Linked DNA regions of Muntiacus reevesi: region 2 is linked to region 1. The links are chromatin contacts, called in public Hi-C maps. All regions are on one chromosome and are shown on one strand. The core of a region is the stretch at or near the end of the contact, and the rest is flanking DNA. Distances in the headings are between cores, read along the strand shown. Region 1 holds the start of HSD17B7 (hydroxysteroid 17-beta dehydrogenase 7). Region 2 holds the start of UAP1 (UDP-N-acetylglucosamine pyrophosphorylase 1).

The links. A called contact is a pair of places that touch in the nucleus more often than the background predicts.
Region 2: a contact with region 1 is called in a Hi-C map of blood, with 2.7 times the contacts expected there. The contact joins the promoter of UAP1 here to the promoter of HSD17B7 in region 1. A contact is called at or near these places in 2 of 3 Hi-C or Micro-C datasets (blood and muscle).

What each region holds. Positions count from the first base shown.
Region 1 is chr1:69,716,516-69,723,269 of mMunRee1.1, forward strand. HSD17B7 (hydroxysteroid 17-beta dehydrogenase 7) reads right to left here and starts at 4,357. Exons shown (of 8, transcript XM_065946562.1): 1 at 4,237-4,357; 2 at 2,031-2,234; 3 at 743-835. The coding sequence starts at 4,271.
Region 2 is chr1:69,964,110-69,970,863 of mMunRee1.1, forward strand. It overlaps UAP1 (UDP-N-acetylglucosamine pyrophosphorylase 1), which reads right to left and starts at 3,164. Exons shown (of 9, transcript XM_065946614.1): 1 at 2,972-3,164. The coding sequence starts at 3,065.

The DNA of each region.
Region 1 (6,754 bases), core at 3,107-5,606:
GTAAGAGTAATATCTATTTATGAGTAAGTATGGATGTGCTCAGTGCTCAGTTGTGTCTGACTCTTTGCCATCCCATGAACTATAGTATGCCAGGTTCCTCTATTCACTGAATTTTCCAAGCAAGAATACGGGAATGGGTTAGTTGCCATTTCCTTCTCCAGGGACTCCCTAACCAGGGATCGAACCCACGTCTCCTGCACTGGAAAGCAGATTCTTCACCACTGTGCCACCTGGGAAGTCCATGAATAAGTACACTGGGTCACAAAAGAGATTTATTTCTTACTGTAGGTTGTAGTTAAACATTTTTGGAAGCCACTAATGTGTATTGAGAATCTCCCAGGAAGGTATTTAGCCCTGTACATTTCCTCAGCCTACTGGTCAGGGTACCTGACACATGGCTGAGAAATGCTTCTAAAGCTGCCTTCCTGGGTATTAGCGTCTCACTGACAACTCTGCCTAGTTCTGAAATGTTCTAATGGACACAGTCAGGCAGACCAACACTGACCTGCCAAAACATGCAACATACTTGGAATATCTGGGGACCAAGAACACAGAATCATGACTTGCAACATTCCTCACAAAGATGAAAGCATGTTTCATGACACGGCTGCAACATGTACTTCCTATCTTCATTCTTCCCAACACCCACTCATTCCTCAATTTAATGGACTGATGGCAAAACTAGCCAAAAAATAAATAAACACCTTCCTTCCAATCAGTTAATCTAGAAGATAGAAATTACCTTGAAAAGAGACCACGAAAAAGTGCTTTGATATTTAGCTGTGGATTAGGCATGATCCCAGCATTTAGATATACATAGTCTAATCTCTGAAACCTGCAAGTAAAATCAAGAAAGAAGATTGTTAGTTATCTCTTAGAGCAATTAGAATAAAGAAGGTCCATGAAGGACAGAAAGCACAAAACAGATGGCCATAGCAAGTTTAGGCATCAGTACTACTTTCTCAACATTTTTCATTTAGTCATGGTAAATACTTGAGTATTCTTTTTTTGATGGTGGCCTCAAACAGAATTTGGATGGTGGCCTCAAACAAAATAATGGGTTTTGAAGTCAAATCTTCTCTGATCAATACTCCTTCCAGCTTAGTCCTCCCAATAAGGTACCACAGCAACTCTATTAAACCCACTCTCCTTCTGGTCTTAGAAAGGATTTTGCTTTTAAAAAAAAAAAAAATTCACATCTTTCCTCTTGGATAAGTAAAATTTATATAATCTGATCCATCAATGCTGGAATCTAAACACCAAGATATCCATTAGAGCAGAAAACACAGTAATGCAAACGGCTATCAAGCATAAATGAAATACAATATATTATTCTTCAGCCAATTCTTTTACCAAGAAGGCTTTCCTTGTATATACTGAAGTTCATTTTACTGTCCATGGAAATAAAGAAGCTCTTGCTTATTATGGGCCTGAATTACAAAAAGGTAATTAATAGTTTATTAATTAAACTAATTATTATTCATTCCTCTTAGAAGAAAAAAACATGCCCCACCTTTCCAGAAAAATGCATTGTGTAGCTATATGCAATTTATTGTCCATTTTTTGAGACGTTATATATCTAAGGACTCTAGCCCTTCATATACTAAACATTTATCAAATGTTTATTGCATGCCAATTACTGTTGGTATGAACAAATTTTTAGTGAGTGGCCTGGGGAAATTTCTTCACATGTCAATACCTACCTTACATACTTAATGGAGTCTTTTTATGTGAAGCAAAGATGCAAAAAATGTATCTAAACATCAAAGGAGTTACACTAACCTAAGACTTTACAACTGACTGCATGTCAAAATATGCTCATAAAATAATCTTCATGGAATGGTCATGCTTATGATTAAGAATGAAAATATGGTATACTGAGGCATAATATGTCACTATACAGATTTCCTCAGTGTAACTTCTTTTTACACTGCACCTATTTCTTTTATAGATTTTCCCATCCGTTCTTATTCTATTAGCTGTTGCATTGCACAACCATATGAGAAAAAAGCCATCAGTAAGACACAGACCTTTGCTTGAGCTCCTTGGTGGCCTGGAACACGGACGGCAGGCTGCTGACATCCACCTGCACGATGGAGACCTCAGCAGCGGGGTGGGAGGCCAGCAGAGAGGCGCGGACAGCTTCTGCTTTGCTCACGTTCCTGCACGCCAAGCACAGGTGAAGCGCATCATCTTCTTCCAGCAACCGCCTGCAGAGGGCTAGGCCCACGCCACTGAGAGGACAATTCAGATATAGAATATGCATTAAATGAGATGGTGCCAAATAGAGGCACCTTCTCTCTGGCTCAGAAGACTGATTTTGTCAACTTGAGCCCCAAAGAGGAGTCCAGGTAGACAGAAAGCACTCAAAAACTATGTAAAGAAGTGGGGAACCCTCCAACTCTAAAAGTCACTGGCTCAGGATGTTGTCCAACTTATGTTTCTTTCATTTTGCAAAAGCTCAATGACCTGAATAACTGCAAATGAGAACTGTCCTTTAGCATTTAAGACAGAGTTTATGCTGTCAGTGGTTTTCATTTTATGCTGATCGTGACACTCATGAAAATGATTCAGTACATCACCAGCAAGAGCTAAAAAGAGCATCTCAGCAGTTAGCAGTGTGTGTGTTTTACTCTGCTGTCCGGGTTTCTCAAAGGCAAGGGCTCTTCTATCAGCTGGTATCATGGCCACTATCAGCAGCACCAGAAATTCCTAATTTAAGGAATGGGTGGCTCTTTCAGCGTAAGGTATAAGCAAATGGCAGGAGAGACACGTCCCTTTCAACTACTCAGACTGAATAACCAACAGGAAGACAATTAAGTGGAAGATAGGAAAAAGAAATATAAGCTGGCTACAAGGAAAGAGAAGTAGGGACGAATGCATGCTGCATGCTTAGTCACTCAGTCATGTCTGACTCTTGGTGACCCCATGGATTGTTGCCTACAAGGTTCCTCTGTCCATGGAATTTTCCAGGCAAGAATACTGGAGAGGGTCGCCATTTCCTCCTCTAGGGGATCTTCCCCACCCACGGATGAGTACATGTGTCAATGACCTCCTTCAGAAAGAGCATTGTGAAAGCACACAGTAGGTGGGGAGAGGGGTCGGATCAGCTTGGCTGATAACAGTGAAACCCTAGGTAAGTGGGCTTTTTCCAAGACTTTAAAGCTGATTCCAGGCAAAGAGCCTTGCACCATGAATAAACCATAGTTATGTTTATTCATCCCCACTTGAGAATAGGCCTTTTCTATAAATATACAATTGCACATATCACAATATTTGTAAAAGGAACAAACACAAAATCAAGCCTGGCTTATTTAAGCACGTCAACATAGAAAGCACCACACTGGCTGTTAAAGTTATTCAGGTGAGGGCATATTAAGATTCTGCACATCACAGGACACCTGCCAGGTTTGTTTCAGTTAACATGGACATGTCTAGATAACTGAAAGCTGAACTCATTTTAAATGTCGTTTAACATAACCTCAGCCTTAATCCACCACCCTCCACCCCTCAAACGCCTCAATTAGAAAAATGGCTTGGTTAGTTTCATCCTCCACACACTGTTCATTGAATTACAAACGAAAAGTAAAACAGAGGCTGAATCCAAATACCCAGCCCCCAGACTAAATTACTCTTCGGCAGTATGGTTACTTGCACTCCTTCCACGCCTTAACAGAAAAGTTACTTTTCTCTGAGTCTCTGAAGAGTAGGTATACTAGGTGTCTAGCACTGTGCTACATGAGATATTCCCCCCCGCACCCGTATTCTAACGTTCTTGGACGCTGAAATGTATCTAGGGGCGGAAGTCTAGCACTGAAAAAAAAAAAAAAAAAAACTGCGAGAGTACAAAAAGTACGGTGATCTGGTCTAATTTACCAGTGATGAGAAAGTCAAAAGTGGAAAGGGGGCGAGGTGAGTGGGTAGAGTCACTTTCTCTGCATACCGACAGGATCGTCACCGAGACACATCTCTGAGTGGCGCTCGCCTTTTATTTTCGCTGTCGTGTTTAATTGAAAGCACGTTACTGAGCCGCTCACGACGCCCACAGGCCTGGTACCTCGCGCATAGGGGAGCCCAGAGAAAAGCCGGACAGGGTCTCCGGCCCGCGACCCCACCGAGGCAGGGTCAGCGATAGGGGCTCCTGGGGTCGGTCGGTGGCGGGTCCACCTGGCTTGGTACTTCCTGCTCCCTCGGACCCCAGCCCCGCCGCCTCCACTGTCTCGAAGGAGGTCTCACCTGCTCGCCCCGGTGATCAAAACCACTTTCCGCATGGTTGCGCACCCTGTGACCACGCGCCCCAAAGCAGGCACCCAGCAAGGCCTCTCACCTGCACTTAGACCCGTAACCCCGCGTCGGCCACGCCCCCGGGCCGTCAATCAGGGCCCGGAGGGGCCCCGCCTCCCTGTCACGTCACGGATTTCGCGCCGGGCCCTCTTCCGTCGCTCGCTGCCTGCCAGCCGCTCACGGCGCAGGAGCCGGGATGGAGTGAGGTAGGCCGAGGGGCGGAGCCGTGTTGTCGCACGAGGCCCGAGCCAATCCGAGCTGTCCCTGCTCCTGGGCCTCGAAGGTGTCCCGCCCCGGGTTCGCCCCGCTGACGTCCGGCTTTTGTCGCGTTTGGGGCGTTCTAGCCTTGCGCTCCGGTAGGGGATTCGCGGCTCACACGGGGTGAATACCCTGACGCCTCTGATTAGCACTTCATGGCAGGAAGACCTCAGGATATTTTCACCAGAGCTCGGTATTTTAGAGGAGAGGTTTGAGGCTAGGAAGTGAAGTTTAGAGATGATCATTAGTTTTCCGTCCAGGCACTGTGCCATTTAACACCCAACCTTCTGTTTCCAAAACTCGTCCTCTTCCTCTAAAAAATCATCTTCGCGGAAATGAACATTGATTTTACTAAGAACTTTACGGAGAGTAATGCATAAATTGCCAATTTTCAAAATTTGGAATATGGTGTAGAGTCAGAGAAGCTCAGAATTCCATAGGACGTGATGGGTCCTGTCCTGTAACCTCCTATTTCAGTGAGTCTCAAGTTCTTTGTTATAAAGGACCCGCTTTGTTTTTCCAAGCCACCCCAAATGGGTACTTCTGGAATAATCAATAAAAATAAATTGCTAGAAAAATTAAAAGCAAGAAGCATACAAGCCTCAGTTTTTTTTAAATTAAATTCAACAGATGTAAGTACTCTGCCAAACTGCCATAAAAGTTTCTAATGCTTACTTTAGGTTTCTGGATTTATTGTGGGCTACTGCCGTCTATGGGGTCGCACAGAGTTGGACACGACTGAAGCGACTTAGCAGCAGCAGCAGCAGTAACAATGTGACCATCACCAGTCTGGGTCCACCATAAGGAATTCTGCACGTCGTGTATCAAACTCTGTGTAAGGTACTTCATAACCACTTTGAAAGTTTCAATTATTTATAAACAGCAATGATCTCTGAAAGATACGAGACTGACGTCATTTACATTGGCCTTGAATAACCTGGACGTTTTGATTAATTTGATATCAGTTTAGTATTAGATAAATCTTACACCAATAAAATTAGATTGAAGAAGTACATGTGATTATTAAAGATTTAATTCCTGTAATTTTTTTCTTTTTGAGTGGTATTCAACTTCTACCCATAACCCACTTACAGCTATTATAAAGAAACCATGATTTAACAATATTCTCTGAAAGTTCTGGAGTAAAATTAACTCCGGTGTTGGCCTGCACCCTTACAGTCTTGCAACTTTTGTAGCTGCCCAATTGCTAGACCAAAGAAAGAGTCCAGAGGCAAAAGAGACATCCCTGATTTATTACATCTCACATGTAAGAGGCAACTGTTCTGGAGTGAGGCCCCACTGTGTGTGGTCAATAGGAGGCAGGACAAGGCCGCAGCGTTCACTACACAGTGGAGGAGAAGGGTATGGATAAAAGGGGATTTGACATCAGAAGGACTCCTTGATTGCCACGGAGACTGCTGAAACGCCTTCCCACAGTTCTTTGGGTTAGCAACCTGTACACGGGCCGCTGTTTCTTGTTGGTGATCAAACGTGTTGGAGTCATTCTGGCCCTCCGTCTTAGAATAATTGTTAGCTAGGGTCGGGGCTGATCATACAGGTAGTCACCAATTAAACTTTCAGCTCAGGAGAAGGAGGCCATCATGTGCTTATAGTAAGGATGAGGCAGGGCCAGGTAGGCAGCGATGTCTAGAGACCAAGAGAGCAGCCATTTTATAGGGTCTGACAGTACACCCCAATCTTTAGAATCTAGACCCAGAGCCTCCTCTTAGAGCATCCAGAGCTCAGTTCCCTGGAGGAGGGCCCGGCAACCCATTCCAGCATTCTTGCCTAGATAATCCCATAGACAGAGGAGCCTGGTGGGCTACAGACTATGGGGTTGCAAAGAGTCAGACACGACTGAAGAAATTTAGCATGAAAGCACATAGAGCTCAGAAATGACTTGTGAAATAAATAGGAGAGGGGACATAGAGTTGTGTGGCTATCCTATGAAAAACTCATTCCTACCAATACGGGGAGGGCCCAGACTCAGGATTTAGTATCATCACAATCTGAGGATGACCACCAGTGTAGGACTGTCTGTGACTTGAGTGAAGGCCTGAAGACTTTGGAGCAAGACCAGCAGTCTCTCCTTCCATCGTGATGTCCATCCAAGCTAAGTGGGGAAACCTTGGTCTTCTTCAACTAAAGTTGCTGCTTTCAAGGTTCTGCAGCCTCTAAAAGATAGGCTGAACTGCTGGATGTGCCAGAGAGA
Region 2 (6,754 bases), core at 1,914-4,413, 250 kb after region 1:
AGAGCAGCCTGGCGGGCTACAGCACCCAGGGTCCAAAAAAGCTGGGCATGACTTAGTGACTAAAAACAGCAACAACAAGGAAATAAGCAGAGCCTGGTGTCCACGAGGAGTAAACACGAACAGGACAGAGGCAAGAAAGTTAAAGTTTTATGTAGAATAATGGGAAATGATTTAAGGTAGGGCTAACGTGTGAAGAGCCCTGAAAACTAAGCAAAGGAATTCAGATCTAACCAAGTAAGTAAAAAGAAGCCAACACAGATTATTAACACGGCCGGGCCACCATGCTTTAGAGAAATGAGAGAAAAGAGCATGGCACAAAAGAGACGGTCAGGAGAGGCAACTAGAAGCAGGAAAACAAGTTAAAAGTCATCCGCAGGCATGAGAAACCACAGAGGAACCAGATTTGTTGCCGAGGAAATAAAGGGAGAAGGATAATTTGAGACATACGGTAAAGAATCATCATTGCATTATAATTACTTTACTTAGATATAAAGGATGGAGGAAAAGTAGTTACCAAAGAAAAAGCCAACTATCTTCTCCTCTAAGAACAGTAAAATGTAGTTCAGAGCAAAATTCTGCAGTTCAGTTAAACTGCTTATTTTCCCTGTTCCCTTTTGCCAGTAAAGTGGGATTAATAATCCTCCCTACCTGATGAAGACTATTAAACATCAAACACCATTTATGAACTCAGGTTGAGAAAACCTACATCTGGGTGTCCCCTGAAGGGGCAATAACAACAAACACTAAGGTATACAGAAACACAGTTCTAACTGCTTTATAGACAGCTGTTCACTTAATCCTCAGAACAACCCTTAGGTACTGTTATTGTGATTACATTACAGAGGAAGAAGCTGAGCCACAGAGATAACTTGCCGACAGTCCACAACCAGGAGAGCGATAGAGTTAGGGCTCAGATCCTGACAGCCTGACTCCTAACCGCATGCTCTTAACCATCGTGCTGTACTGCCTCTCAGGAGAAAAAGACTTTGTTATCTTCATGTACATGTCTATGTGTGTATATGTGTGTGTGTGTAAAACAGAGAAATGGCAAGAAAAAGAAGTAATCTGGACTTTCTTCATTCAGAAAAATAGACACATCTGATGTTCTCATATCTGACTCACTGTGCAGGTGAGTTCATACGCCATCACGGAAAAGGAAGGACACGTGCAGGACAGCAGGAGAGGAGCCTCACAGGATGGGCCAGATAGAACCGCCTTCACGCCACAAAAAGTGCAGCACTTCCTCCATTAATTCTGACAAGAGGTGTGTGCCGGTGTGTAATGGTAAGCAGTAGTGAATAAGAGACTAGACTGGAATTTTTATTTCAACAACCAAATCTGAAAAAGTTGAATATCTATAAATTATGACAAAATCTCCTATATGTCCATACCAATACATCAGTAACAATGACATATTTGTAGTAGTCCACCATTATCAAATATACCTTTGGTGGTGGTGGTTTGGTGGTGGTTTAGTCACCAAGTCGTTTCTGACTCTTGCAACCCCATGGACTGTAGCCCGCCAGGCTCCTCTATCCATGGGATTCTCCAGGCAAGAATACTGGAGTCAGTTGCCATTTCCTTCTCCAGGGGATCTTCCCGACCCAGGAATTGAACCTGGGTCTCCTGCAGGGCAGGCACATGATTTACCAACTGAGCTATGAGGGAAGCAAATATACCTTTATTGGAATTTAAACTCTAGCATAAAAGATACCTGGCCTTCCCAGGTGGCTCAGGGGTGATAAATCTGCCTGCCAATGTAGGAGGCACAGGTTCAATGCCTGGGTTGGGAAGAATCCCTGGAGTAGGAAATGACAACCCACTCCAGTATTCTTGCCTGGAAAATTCCATGGACAGAGGAGCCTGGTGGACTACAGTCCATGGGGTCCCAAAGAGTCTGACCGACTAAACACATGCAGGCAGGAATGAAAGATATCTAGTACTTCATGCTCCTTTTCTGCTTTCCTTTCTACTCCTATTTCTGCTGCTATATTTTGCCTCCCAAATTGGTAAGTAAACCTCTCAAACCTTTAGAAAAACAAGAGGGGCCATAACCATCGAATCCTATAAATACTTCAGAGCATAGCATATTAAATCTTTTTTAGCCTTAACTAAGCAAGACAGTTCTGCAACAGTGAAGGAATAGAAACTGCCTTCATTTTCCTAATTTCACCAGAAAGACCTTAAACTAAAGGCACTACGTTAACAACATAAACTTAGTATCATAATCACTATTACCTGGTTTCAGATATCATAAGTCACGTACAAATAAATATAGCATAGGGTCAGGCCAAACTTAATAAAATCTTCAGGAAACCATATGTTCAGCACATGAGTGCTCTAAACCCTCCAATCCCATCTTTCTGCTTGGCCAAGCCAGGGAAAAGCCAGAAATTTCAACCCTCTCCCATTACCAGTATTAAAAGAAAAGTGGCAAGTAGGTTTTGTCCATGTGACGTCCTCCACAGGTATCTCGAATCCTTAGTGTACTGTCAACGCTTTCAGAATCTTTCCCTCATATATTCAAGACACCCCAACTCGCTCCCACGGGACAGTTCCAACGACTTCTCCCCACTGTAGGATCCCACCCAAGCTTGGCCTAAGTCCCTTGCTGAGAACCTCAAAGCCCCCGTCCCAGGTCCAGGTGAGGCTCCACGCCCAACGGCACGACAAGCCCCCGATTCCAGAGCCTGCCCATGGGGGCCCCTCACGCCAGCGCTCCCGGCCAGGGAGCCGAGGCTGAGAAGCGCCGCGGGGCGCAGGAGGCGGTGTGGGTGTGAGCGGGCTCTTCCGCGTGTGCCCGGACGCCGGCTCTGTGCACGTACGTGCACCGCGTGTCCACGTCGCGGCCGAGGCCTCGGAAGCGTGTGCGTGGCGGCACCAGGCCCCCGACCGCCCCAGGTCCCGAATCCCGCCGTCTACCGCAGGATCGCGGGAGAAGGAGACAGCGACTGGGCTGGGCGCCCCTCACCTCTCTCGCCGCCACCGCAGCTCCGCCCGGCTCCGGCTCCTTGGGCGCGGCCACTCATCTGCGTCCAGCGCCAGCTCCTAATATATACCTTCATCCGGGGGGCCGGGGCGGCGGGGCGGGCCGGGAGCTGGGGCCAGGGGGAGCGCCGGCCCCGGCCACCCCGCCCCTCCGTCTTCGCGACGAGTGGCTGCCGCGCGGGGAGGAGCCGCAACCACCCACCCCGACACGTCAGCTCCCTGAGCGCAGGCGGCACAGAGGGCGCGGGAAGGAGCGCCGGGGAGGCGGGGCGGGGCCTCCGCGTCACTCATCCTCCGGGCCAATGGGAGGATGGGTCCTGTCAGCAAGCGGCCCCGCCCCCCAGGGCCCAGGCCGGGAGCGGTGTCCTTTGCGTCGGATTGAGGGCCGAGGACCGAGGCGCGTGAAGCTATAGCGGCCAGGTTCTAAGCGCCCTGGCTTCACCGCGTTGTCCCTCGAGGGCCCCTCCCGTGGCTCCTAGTCAGCCCAGTGGCCCCGCGGCTCGGGGCGTTGCCCCCCTTTCCCGAAATGGACCGCAGAGTTAGTCCGGGAGCTGTGTCACCGGGTGGCGGATTTCCGACCTCCCACTCGGAGGATTGCGAAAGCGCGTCGGCCAGCGTCTCAGCGCGGAACACCAGGGGCGGGCCTGGCGGGCCCTCTGACCTGGGGCTGCTGTTTCGTCTCGAGCTGGCCAGATAGGCAGGGCCCTGACCCTCTTTTCTGTTTAATCGTGGTTTACATCCCAAGCACCTGAAGCAGGCCCATTTACTTTTGCATAAATAAGCACACACAAATAGGAAATGCAAGCAAATGTATTAGGTAGCCCGAGGAAATGGAAAGCGCGCCATTGAGACAGCCCCCACATCAGCTTTGTGTGACTGTGGTCTTAACCTCCCTGGGCCTCCGTATATGACAGGAAAATGGTCTTTGGGCTGGCTGACCTCCAAGGCCCTCCAAGGCAGTGCAACTGTTTATAATTGGGTGTGTACCGTATATCTTTGTGTGGATGTGCCCTGCAGATTACATGCTTGGCATACAAAAGCTGTGTTTACGTGCGGCACAGCCTTTGCAAGAAGTCCAATATGTTGAAATACCAAAACATCTAGATTTAACAAAACACCTGACAGAAATTCAGCTACTTAGGTGCCTTTCTTCTGCCTCCTTGAGTGAAAATGCCTTTCAATTTTATCAATTTCAACATTTCCACTGCATTAAGTAACAGAAAAATTTACACCAGATAAGTACTGCTGGTAGTAATACATTCAGGAGGTTGAATATTCTATCTTTCATCATCCCAGAATGTCATCCATTTGTTTGATTTATAGTATAAATGGCTATGAACATGACATCTACAGACAGAATTCCAACTTCTTTATTGCTTGGAATCTTCGCCAAGTTGATTAACTCTTACTCATCAGTTTTCTTATCTATAAAATATAGACAATAATAAAAATGCCCCTTAGGGTTGTTGTGAGAACTAAATCAGTCAATACAATAACACAATGTAGAACAGAGTAAATACTAAATAAATTGTAATTTTTATATGAGTTCGCATGCTGTCAGGTTCTGGAAACCTTGATATACTTCTCATCATTTGGAAAACCTTTCATTGTTTGGATCCCTGATACTATAAAGAACATTTCTCTTAAACCTTTCATAACTAAGAACAAAATTGCTCCCATTAATGTTTATAATAGTTCATTTGAAACACTTGTGTTGGGACTAGTTCTTTTTTTTAAAGAAATGAACTCTTTAATAATGATTTTTCTCTTCATTCAGTCATCTAAAATTAATAGACTGCCTATAGTACTCCAGACACTACTATAGAGTCTTGTTTAAAGATATTTTTCTTTTGAAAAATATTTATTTTTATTTATTTGTTTGTTTGGCTGCCCTCAGTTCTGGTTGGGCATGCAGAATCTTTCATTGCAGCACACGGCATCTTTTTTAAAAATTTCGGCATTGCTGGGTCTCGCTGTAGTGCGAGGGCTCTTCGTTGGTTCGTGCCGGCTTCTCTTGTTGCAGAGCAGAGGCTCCAGAGCTTGAGGGCTCACTACTTGAGGCACACAGGTTTCGCTCTAGTTGTCCCGCAGCACGCAGGATCTTAGTTCCCCAACCAGGTATCGAACCCACATCCCATGCATTGGAAGGTGGATCCTTAACCACTGGATCACCAAAGAAGCCCTATAAAGTCTTTAATTTTTACCACACTCATGTGAGCTAATTACAAATACGGAAAGGGAGTGAAATTAGAATAACCTCTTAAGTGAAGACTGGAACTGAAGTTAGCATGAACTCATGATTATTCATCCCAATACAGAAATTGGCATAGATGCATGTGCATATGTGGGAGAACTGTGTATTTGGGGCAGGGGCTGAGCGATCAGTTAGTAAATTTGGGTAACAGGTATATGAAACTTTATACTGCTCAACAATTTCTCCATAAGGCTGAAATTACATACAAATTTTCAAGTTCAGAAAATTAGAATACAACTAATGGTGGGTCGTCATTGTCAGTCCAAAAGAAAATTTTTTATCCCGTGGAGCACTCAACCCTGGAAGAAAGGACCAAGGGTGAGAGACTGTCACAAACTCCTCCACTAGGTTGGAAAACCATATCACTTGGGAAGCTGTAGATACCACACAGTGCTGTTCTGGGTGGCAGCTGTGCTCCCCTGGGACAGGAATAATGCTAGGAAAGTGTTTTTCTCTGATTCTCAACCTTCCAGTTGAAAACAGTAGGCTTAGATGAGGGGTGTGGGAACATGTGTAGAGTGGGGAATGGCCTGGAACCCCTGGATATTTATATGCCTGTCCCTGGGGTTGAACTATTCTCTTAAGAACAAACTGACACTTTTTTTCAGCATTCAATCAAGAACAAACAGGTGCTTCTTGAGAATATGTTTATTAGGTAGTTCTGTGCAGGTTCTTGTGATGGAAACCATGGGGAATCAAAAGCTAGGGTGTCTGGGTCTCCAGGGGATATATAGTGCAAAAGTAATCGTGGGGGAGAGATTCCTTTCCCAAGCCAGGGGGCCATAAGCGCCATGGTGAATGCACACATGAAGGATTTCAGAGCTCAGAGAGACAGAATAAAGAAATGAAGACATTTCTTAAAAGGATATGCATTCAATAGAGTTTTAGAGAGAGCTAGGAGGTGAGAAGCCTCACTCTCTACAAAGGCTACCCCTAGGCTTTCAACCTAGGCTGAAGATGAGACGGTTATTTGTGTTCATACTGGCAACACTTGATGCCTACTCAGCAGAAGAAACCAAGGGATTTGTACTCAGAGAACTTAGCAGGCAAGAGATCTACGTAGAAGATGGTACTAAATAAACTGTGAAATCAGAAGAGAGGTGTTTTAAATGGGCTATTATCACACACATTCAAAAATTCAGAAGTCAAAAGAAGGTCTTATGCTTTGTCTTTTAGGGACAATGGGATTTTGGTGACTATGGGGTGATTTTTCCTAAATTTACTAAAGTGAAAATTGTTTGACCTTTAAGAGAATATATATTTTTAATTTTAGAAAAGCAGATGTGTAACTTCATAACTATAGAGGCTATTTGCTTGCTTGTTTTTCCCTGCAGTCATGTCAGATATGTGCCAGTCTGTTCATACTTCCTATTGTTGTACAGTGAGTGAGGACCCACGCAGGTTTTTCAGACAGTGGGCTGGTATTAGCGAGCATACACCAGAGTCCTCCCTTCACTGTCCTGAACATGATGGCCTCAGCAAGGCCATTGAACAACTAGAAGGACCAAGGTT